Regions from separate parts of the Hordeum vulgare genome. Here all the other regions are linked to region 2. The links are chromatin contacts, called in public Hi-C maps. All regions are on one chromosome and are shown on one strand. The core of a region is the stretch at or near the end of the contact, and the rest is flanking DNA. Distances in the headings are between cores, read along the strand shown. Region 1 holds the start of LOC123394957. Region 2 holds the start of LOC123397542 (metal transporter Nramp6-like). Region 3 holds the start of LOC123395714.

Region 1 (2,700 bases), core at 193-2,692, 370 kb before region 2:
AGTTCACACCCTTAAAACATGTTTTTGACATGTGTGACTCAAAGTGCAGCAAACTGTTCTGATAATTGCCCTTTTTACAGTGAGTAGTGACAGTTGAATTTCGATTTCCTACACAAAGATAATAAGAGCAGGCTACCAGCCTACCATTAATGGCGTACTTTCCCAGTCCACCTCACATAACGGGTTGACCTAGATTCCACATCAAGTAATTTGCTACTTCTATATGCACACAATTGCAAAAGGTAGCCATGCCAAAATGCATCTTCTTTTGACCAGAGACAATCAAATTCAACTATAATCTATAGGAATGGTATGATTCAGGAGAAAAGCATACCCTGTCTTTATTGAAGATATCACCAACTTGAAGAAGGGATCCCAAAGGGCCTCCACGACAACACGGAACTGATCAGACGGAAGCAGGCCCAACATGCCCGAAACAGTCCTCTTCATTGCATCCACAGTTTCAGGAGGAACATCTCTCTGGACTACACTTAGATCCAAAGGTTCTACATCTTTTATCAAGTTCCAAAGTGAAGATTTCTGCACACAGTACAAGTGCGTCATAATAATGAACAGTATCGGCACATCGATTCGATAGGATTAAAAGATGCTAATCCTATTCCAGATAACCTTTTCCAGTGGAAGGCTGGAGGCTCACAAGAATCTAGTTCTTTGTGAGTGGGAGGTAAATAACCTCCTCACGCCTGTCTGGAGACACCTCAATCTACAGGTAACCTATTCTATGCTGCTTATGATTTTAGTTTCTATCTACAAGATCTTTTTTTGATAATTTATTATATTGTAGAGTTGCACACATGAATATAGTATATAGCAATTTGTATTTGCTCAAACAAAGGGGCAGAGTTTCGTTTCGCTACTACGGACAGACACCCGCTCCACGGAGGGGCATCGGCATCGGCATCGGCATCGCGCTCACCTCGGGGAACCCGTGGAGATGCCTCCCGCGGGCGTAGAGCTCGTCGGGCGACGCCGCGGAGGAGGCCGCAGCCACCACGACCCCGAGCCTCCTGCGCCGGACGCCGCCGCCCGCCGCCAGTTGAGGAACGGGGGCGCCGAGGAGCCGCCGCCCGGGGACGTGCACGGCCGCCCCCTGCGGCGGCGCGCGGATGCCGGCGGAGATCGGCATGTGCGGGCGGCCGTCGCCGGCGGCGAGACCCCTCTGATTGTCTCGCGAGGTCTGGTGCTTGGTTGGTGGGTGGTGGTTCGTGCGGGCGCCTAGCTGGACCCAGGATAAGCGCCAGCTCGTGTCTCGCTTGCCATGCGGGCCCGGCCGGGCGTAACGCGTGGACGCGCTCCGGCCTTCCCACGTATGGCCTCGCGTGGACCGTCGCGTCACCTTCACCCACCGCGTCGCCTACTGAGTTACCACTGGCGCACCTCCGCCAGCAGAGCAGGCCAAGTTCCCGTGTACCGCGGCGCACAGACTTGCGTCTAACGAAAATCAGATCCGAGTTCTTTTATACACAGAAGTCGGCCGAGCATACAGCCAACCTTATAAGCCTACACTCGTACACTCTATATCTATGAACACCTTAAAAGACACAGTCGACACGTTATGTTAACATTGATAAAGTCGTTATATACGTCTTTGTAGTCGACGGAAACGTCTTCTTTCATTAAAGACATATCGACGAAAGACCTAAAATAAATTTTAAAAAATACAAATATTAATGTCAAGCCCAGAAAAATCAGATGGAGGTGTTCTCTTCGACTACGAAGACGTTTGTGACAACCTTGTTAATTTCTCTTTTTTCTGAACCGGACAACCCCTTTCCATTACTTTGACATAACGGAAATACAGTATCCAAACCAAAAGGAAAACCAGAAAAGGGGTGCGAGTCCAAAGCACTCTTGGAAAACCCACACATAGGCACTCGTCATCGAGCAACCTACCGTAGGGCGAAAACCCAAGAACACCCACTCATCGCACACAGCAATTCAAGATAGTATAAGAAGCTCCAGAAGAAACACAGGTCATCGCCTGAATCCACTCCACGCAGGGAGGCACACAAACTCCTGAACTACTCACCAGAACCAAACATCAAAACAGGATAAACCCACCATCAAGCCTCCTCTGGAGCCACACAGATCCTCATCAAAGTCGATGCATTGCTCTTCAGCATCTTCACCCCTCGCTCCATTGCATCTTTGTCCTCCCCCGTCAACAGCCCTGCCCAATACATTAGGAAGCCACAAGCAGAGTAAATAACATCAAAAGGAGACCTCAGCTTCTTATTCTCAAAGGTCGCACGATTGCGGCAATTCCACAATGCCCAACAAATAGCAGCAAGAGCACAAGTATAAAACCTAGCCCCATTAGGCATATAAGCATAGCACCAAGCATAAAACTGTCAAAGATTACTAGGGCCCTTGCTTGTGCCAAGCATACAACCCACAGTTCTCCATGCCACTCTAGCCACAGGACAAGTAAAGCATAGATGTTGCGAAGTCTCCCTCTCCGAGCAAAATGAACATCTAGGATTACCTTTCCACTTTCTTTTTTCCATCACATCACGCGTGAGAATAGCATCCTGAAACAGTTGCCATAGGAAAATCTGGATCTTCAGAGGCAATTTTGCTCTCCAGATCCATCTAAAGTCACAACCAGCAATATTACTTTCTAAATGCTCATACACAGATTTAGTAGAAAACCTTTTTCCACCCCCAAGCTTCGAGACA
Region 2 (2,832 bases), core at 148-2,647:
GGACTAAGCAGAAGGCTGCAGACTATCGATCCGAGAAGGATTAATAAGTGTACTACCATGTGGTCATTTCCTGCCCGACGACAAGTGTTGTCTGGGACACCATGGGCGAGATTTGAAAGATCCCAACAAAGAAGACAATACTAAACACCGGTGATGAATGATTGTTTGGCTTGTTGCTCACACTTATGAATGTGGAATGAACGAGGGTCCTAATGATCATATGAAGAAATTGGCAAGTTCGAAATGATACCTTGCATGATAATGTCTCGGCTAAAGTTGAAGCAACGCAGAAGTTCTTGCTAATCCATGTTTCATCCATGGAGCAAATCAAATTCAACGCTATAAACGAGATAGATAGAGCATGTTTTATATTACTGATCATCTCTAGAATAAGGTCACGGATCGACTAGCCTATATGTCGAAAGCGAAGCATCGTACTAAATTGTGATCGCAGGCTGACCCAAAAGCTCAGAGTTGTTTGTTGGTTACTGATTGTAATCCTATCATTCATAACCGATAAAAATAAAGCTCATTTTCACACAAAATAGAAGGTATACCAGGGACATCCTAAATTTCTGATAAACATGGCCACAATAGGAGAATAGGACTAGCAGAAGGCTGCACTGTCGATCCAGAAGGATTAATAAGCATGCTACTATAAAAGGATCCAAAAAGGTCGAGATAGTGGTGTCACAAAAAAGGGCATTTGAATAAGGGAGTGAAAAAGGGACGAGTCTCGGGTTGAGCTCAGGTCTCCTAGGTGGCGGCGTAAGGCTTTGACCATTGGACCGAGTGTGTGGTTGTGTTTAAATAGGGGCCAAACAGTATATACAAGTTAAAGAAAACAACCCATGTAGCAAATCAACTCATTTTTTCATTTATGAAAGATACAGTGAATAATTTACGTCAACTCTAAGGGTAATTTTAATGACAGATGGGCAGAAGCAATAGCCCTTTTATAACTCTTGATTATTTTTTTACAAGTAGATTGGTTGTATTTATAAAGTGAAGGTGTTGAAGAAGACTGAGCAAAGCAAGTCATGCCTAGACCATTTGATGGAAGAGATAATGACATATTGAGATGGAGGGAGCATGTGTGCATAGATCTATCATCAACTAGCCTATATGTCGAAAACAGGACATCATACCAAATCGTGGTGCAGGATGGCCCAAAGGCTTTGAGTTGTCTGCTGATTACAGAATCCTATCATCGATTTCCACAGGCACAAAACAAAACAAAATAATACTGTATATCTTTTTCAGGGACAACCAAATAGACACGACGAGAGTAGGACTAAGCAGAAGGCTGCACTATCGATCCGAGAAAGATTAATAAGCGTACTACTACTACTATAAAAGGGTCCAAAAAGGTCGAGATAGTGGTGTCACGAAGCATCCGGTTGGGGAGGCTGGCACGTGCCGACCACGTGCCCCGCGAAATCGCCGCACCGTCGCGGCGTAAACTCGCACAGAAACGCATCTCGATGTCCGCCCACGCCGGCTCCGGCGCCGCGGGAGACGCCGGTGCGGCCCGAGCCGACGATGAGGCGCTCGCCCTCCTTCCCGCCTCGGCGCCCGGGGGCGACCACGGCGACGGCGGCAGCAGCAGCGGCCGCGAGGAGGAGGAGGACCTCGAGGAGCGCGCGTTCGAGGCGTCCGAGAAGGTCATCGTCTCCATCTCGGACGACCCGGACGCGGACGCCGACCTGGAGGCGCAGCTCGCCTCGTCCTCGGGCTCGCCGCCCTTCTCGTGGCGGAAGCTCTGGCTCTTCACGGGCCCCGGCTTCCTGATGAGCATCGCCTTCTTGGACCCGGGCAACCTCGAGGGGGACCTCCAGGCCGGTGCCGCGGCCGGAGACACGCTGCTGTGGCTGCTCATGTGGGCCACCGCCATGGGCCTCCTCGTGCAGCTCCTCGCCGCGCGCCTCGGGGTCGCCACCGGCCGGCACCTCGCCGAGCTCTGCCGCGACGAGTACCCCGACTGGGCGCGCCGCGCTCTCTGGCTCATGGCCGAGGTCGCCATGGTCGGCGCTGACATCCAGGAGGTCATTGGAAGCGCGATCGCCATCAAGATCCTTAGCAATGGGTATCTGCCGCTCTGGGCCGGCGTTGTCATCACCGCCTTGGATTGGTGAGTTTGGACTTCCTCCCATTGGCTGTTGATTTTTTTTATATTTTTTTTGCAATTGGACTAATTTGATTGTAGACAAGGTGCTGAATCACAGAATAGTTCCAAAATAAGTTGCTCTTTGTCTAATCAGCACTAGGGATTTTACCAAAAGATGAGAAACTGGAAAAGTGATTTTTGTCCCAGTCGTTGCTAGTGACATTTGGGCGAGGTTTTAGTGTTAGATCTCAGTTAGTTATTTGCTTACTGTCACTGCTTATGGTAGCGTCACGTTAGTTTGAGGACCCAACATGGTTAGGTGTTGGTTTGGTGCAGATTTGGTTGTAAATCATGATGCACGCTTGCTTTAATTCTCAGCTACAGGATTGCTTGATCTTTTTTGTTGAGGTTGTACTACCAGTGAAGTGACAAGTGACGATGTACATTTGGCCTACTTTTAATTCATTCTGCCCTATGAGATACGAGGGTTGCAGACATTTACCTTCCTTGACAAGAATCAGCAAAATTTTAATTAGAAGTTAAAAGCTTGAATTTTAATTCGTTTCTGCTTAGCAACTACAGAAACTGGAATTTTCTGAACCCTTGCGATGAAAAGATCAGAGAGGTTTGTTATGCGATTGATTGGCACTTGGTTTTATTTGAAACTTAGAATCACATTGGTGGTTAGGGATGGCTGGCATGGATAAAAACCGAATCGAGTAGTA
Region 3 (2,700 bases), core at 174-2,673, 470 kb after region 2:
AGTGGGATCAGGAGTGGCTACACAATTTGTCCGGGTAGGGTAGAGTATGCTTGCGATGCGTGCCACGTGAGTACTGGGAGTAGTACACATGTAACGGCAAGGTGGTCTGTTGTCCGTTTTCCCAAACCTGCGAAGCTTCGCGCCATGACGGCGTGCCATGGGCTCGCGTGGGGACCATGTGTCAGACATGGACAGTGCCAGTGGATGCGCTCACCTCGCCAGCTCGTAGTAGTGGGTGAGGCATTTTCTTCTCACCGCAAAAAAATTAAAAGAAAGGTTTGCTTTTTTTACTTTCTTTGTTTTATCTTTTCTGTGTTTATCTTATTGAGCAAAGAATGGCAATTGCTTGCTGTTTCTATGTGAGGAAAAGGAAACGCGGATCCAATATTATATCACTTTCTATGTATAAAAAGGAAACCTGAGAGGTAATCCGCTAGCTCTTTATATGACACTAGCTCTTTGTACACACTATGACGATGCACATTGAGAACCGAAGCACATCTTCTGAATTAGGCGCTTACAATAGAAAATATGCTCTTATAATACTGTGAATTACATTTCCTTTTATTTTTGTGTGAAAAGAGATATGACTCATACAACTAGGAAGTTGTCGCGTGAAAGCAATTATTATGGCTTTACGTTTGTCGTGACAACGCATGTAGATAAACATGCAGGAAAAAGGTCAACTTATGGCACAAGTTAATGGTCTAATCCCTTTATATAAGAAAAATGATTGTATTATTTATCACATGTGTCACGCTAATGGTCTAGCTTACATTACATGCATTCAATTAAACCAAAGCAACAGCATTCTTAAAAAGAAAAAAACCCACAGAGCGACTCTTTCAAACAACATTATAGAAAACATCAAAATAAAATCCGATCTGCTAAAGGAAAATCCTGATGTATCACTCAAAACTATTAGAAAGAAAATCCCTGAAGTATCATCCATAAATAAGGATTTTCTCAGCATCTCCCAACACAACACATTACACATCTGTAAGTATATTTTAGATACAGATGTATATATAGATATATTTTAAAATATAAATTCATTCATTTTGTTTTATATGTAATCTTCTAATGACATCTTTAAAAATACTTACATTTCAAAACGAAGGGAGTAGAAAACATCGAAATAAAATCTGATCCACTAAAGGAAATCCGGATGTATCACTAAAAAATATTTCCTCCATATCTAAATAATTATGATTAGAGATAAATAGACTAATTTGTTTCAACTACAACTATTTAAACATAGAGGGACTATTAGAAAGAAAATCCCTGAAATATCACCCATAAATAAGGATTTTCTCAGCATCTCCCAACACAGCACAGTACACAGAGAGGATAGGAGGGTAAGCTCACCATGGCGGTAACCCTAGTCAGCCGCCCACTGTGTTAACCGCCCCGCGCAGTCCAGTCTCAGTCGCTCAGGGGGGTCACACACTCGGCGCCGCGCCTCCAGTCTGCTCCCAACCCTTTTTTCCGGCCCAGCCCCCTCGCCATCGTTTATATTCGCACCCCACTCCACTCCCCCACTCTCTTTGTCGCCAACACAAGCTACACACACACTGGCCTGAGGCTCTGCCTTCTCGGCGCTCGTGGTCTCGGCTAATCGCGACAAGATCCCTGCCACCGGCCATGGACAAGAAGCAGGGCTTCTTCTCGGCGCTGCGGGGGGAGGTCGCCCGCGGGCTGTCGCCGGCTCGGGCGCGGCGGAGGGCCGAGGAGGCGGCGGCGGCGAAGGCGGCGCTGCGGTACGCGGGGGGCGGCGGTGGCGGGGAGGCCCTCGCGCCGCTCATGGAGGGCCCGGATCCGGAGGAGGCCGGCGCCGGGCGCGCGCGCAGAGACGGGTGGGGCCGCTGGGTGCGGGGCCAGCTCGCCCGCGCGCCGTCGTCCGGGCCGGTGGCCTCCGCGGCCGGCGCCGGCGCCGCCAGGCGGAACGACCTCAGGATGCTGCTCGGGGTCATGGGCGCGGCGCTCGCGCCCGTGCATGTCTGCGCCGCCGAGCCGCTCCCGCACCTCAGCATCAAGGACACCCCCATCGTAAGCGCTCGCTGTTGCTCCCTTCTCTGCCTGCTTGCTTCTTCTTGCTGTAGATTGAGTTCGCTCTGGCGCGCTCATGAGCAGAAATCTTTCCGTCCATTAGAAGATTTGATTCACTGATTGATTGCTACGGCCGACTCCTTTTGGCTGGAATTAGTAGTAGTACTTTTTTGTTCTCTTATACAAGTTATTAAATTGGAGAGGCTGTTTTTCGACGTTTTCTCTGGAATGTGTTCCAGAAACTTGTTGGTTTGTTAGGGGAAACACTTTATAGAAATGAGTTGTTGATGTGATATGTTCAGCAAGGGTTCTTGTATTTGCTACTCCCTCCGTCCCAAAATAACTGTCTCAACTTTATACTAGCTCTAGTATAAAGTTGTACTAAGCTTAAGACAATTATTTTGGGACGGAGGGAGTACAAAATTGTCATCTGAACATATTGCCACTCTAAAAAGGAAAAAAAAAATGGCTTTCCTTGTACTCCGTATGATACAGCATGCCCCTTTAACAGATAATGCGTATTTTGCTGTAAAGAAGAAAGATTAAACTTAAAGCTGAATGAGCTGCTTGATGTGAAAAATGGCTCTTTACCATACCTTTATAGCTGTTCACCAGCGAGGTGTTGATATGCTCTACGCTCTACGCAGGAGA

Evidence for each region. A called contact is a pair of places that touch in the nucleus more often than the background predicts.
Region 1: a Hi-C map of seedling shows a contact between it and region 2, with 4 times the contacts expected there. The contact joins the promoter of LOC123394957 here to the promoter of LOC123397542 in region 2. A contact is called at or near these places in 3 of 6 Hi-C or Micro-C datasets (leaf and seedling) and 1 of 1 datasets of contacts at active chromatin or transcription factors (embryo).
Region 3: a Hi-C map of seedling shows a contact between it and region 2, with 3 times the contacts expected there. The contact joins the promoter of LOC123395714 here to the promoter of LOC123397542 in region 2. A contact is called at or near these places in 2 of 6 Hi-C or Micro-C datasets (leaf and seedling).

What each region holds. Positions count from the first base shown.
Region 1 is chr5H:70,873,300-70,875,999 of MorexV3_pseudomolecules_assembly, forward strand. It overlaps LOC123394957, which reads right to left and starts at 1,443. Exons shown (of 6, transcript XM_045089862.1): 1 at 938-1,443; 2 at 335-540. The coding sequence starts at 1,147.
Region 2 is chr5H:71,239,731-71,242,562 of MorexV3_pseudomolecules_assembly, forward strand. LOC123397542 (metal transporter Nramp6-like) reads left to right here and starts at 1,398. Exons shown (of 4, transcript XM_045092070.1): 1 at 1,398-2,131. The coding sequence starts at 1,485.
Region 3 is chr5H:71,713,745-71,716,444 of MorexV3_pseudomolecules_assembly, forward strand. LOC123395714 reads left to right here and starts at 1,424. Exons shown (of 3, transcript XM_045090742.1): 1 at 1,424-2,049; 2 at 2,697-2,700. The coding sequence starts at 1,645.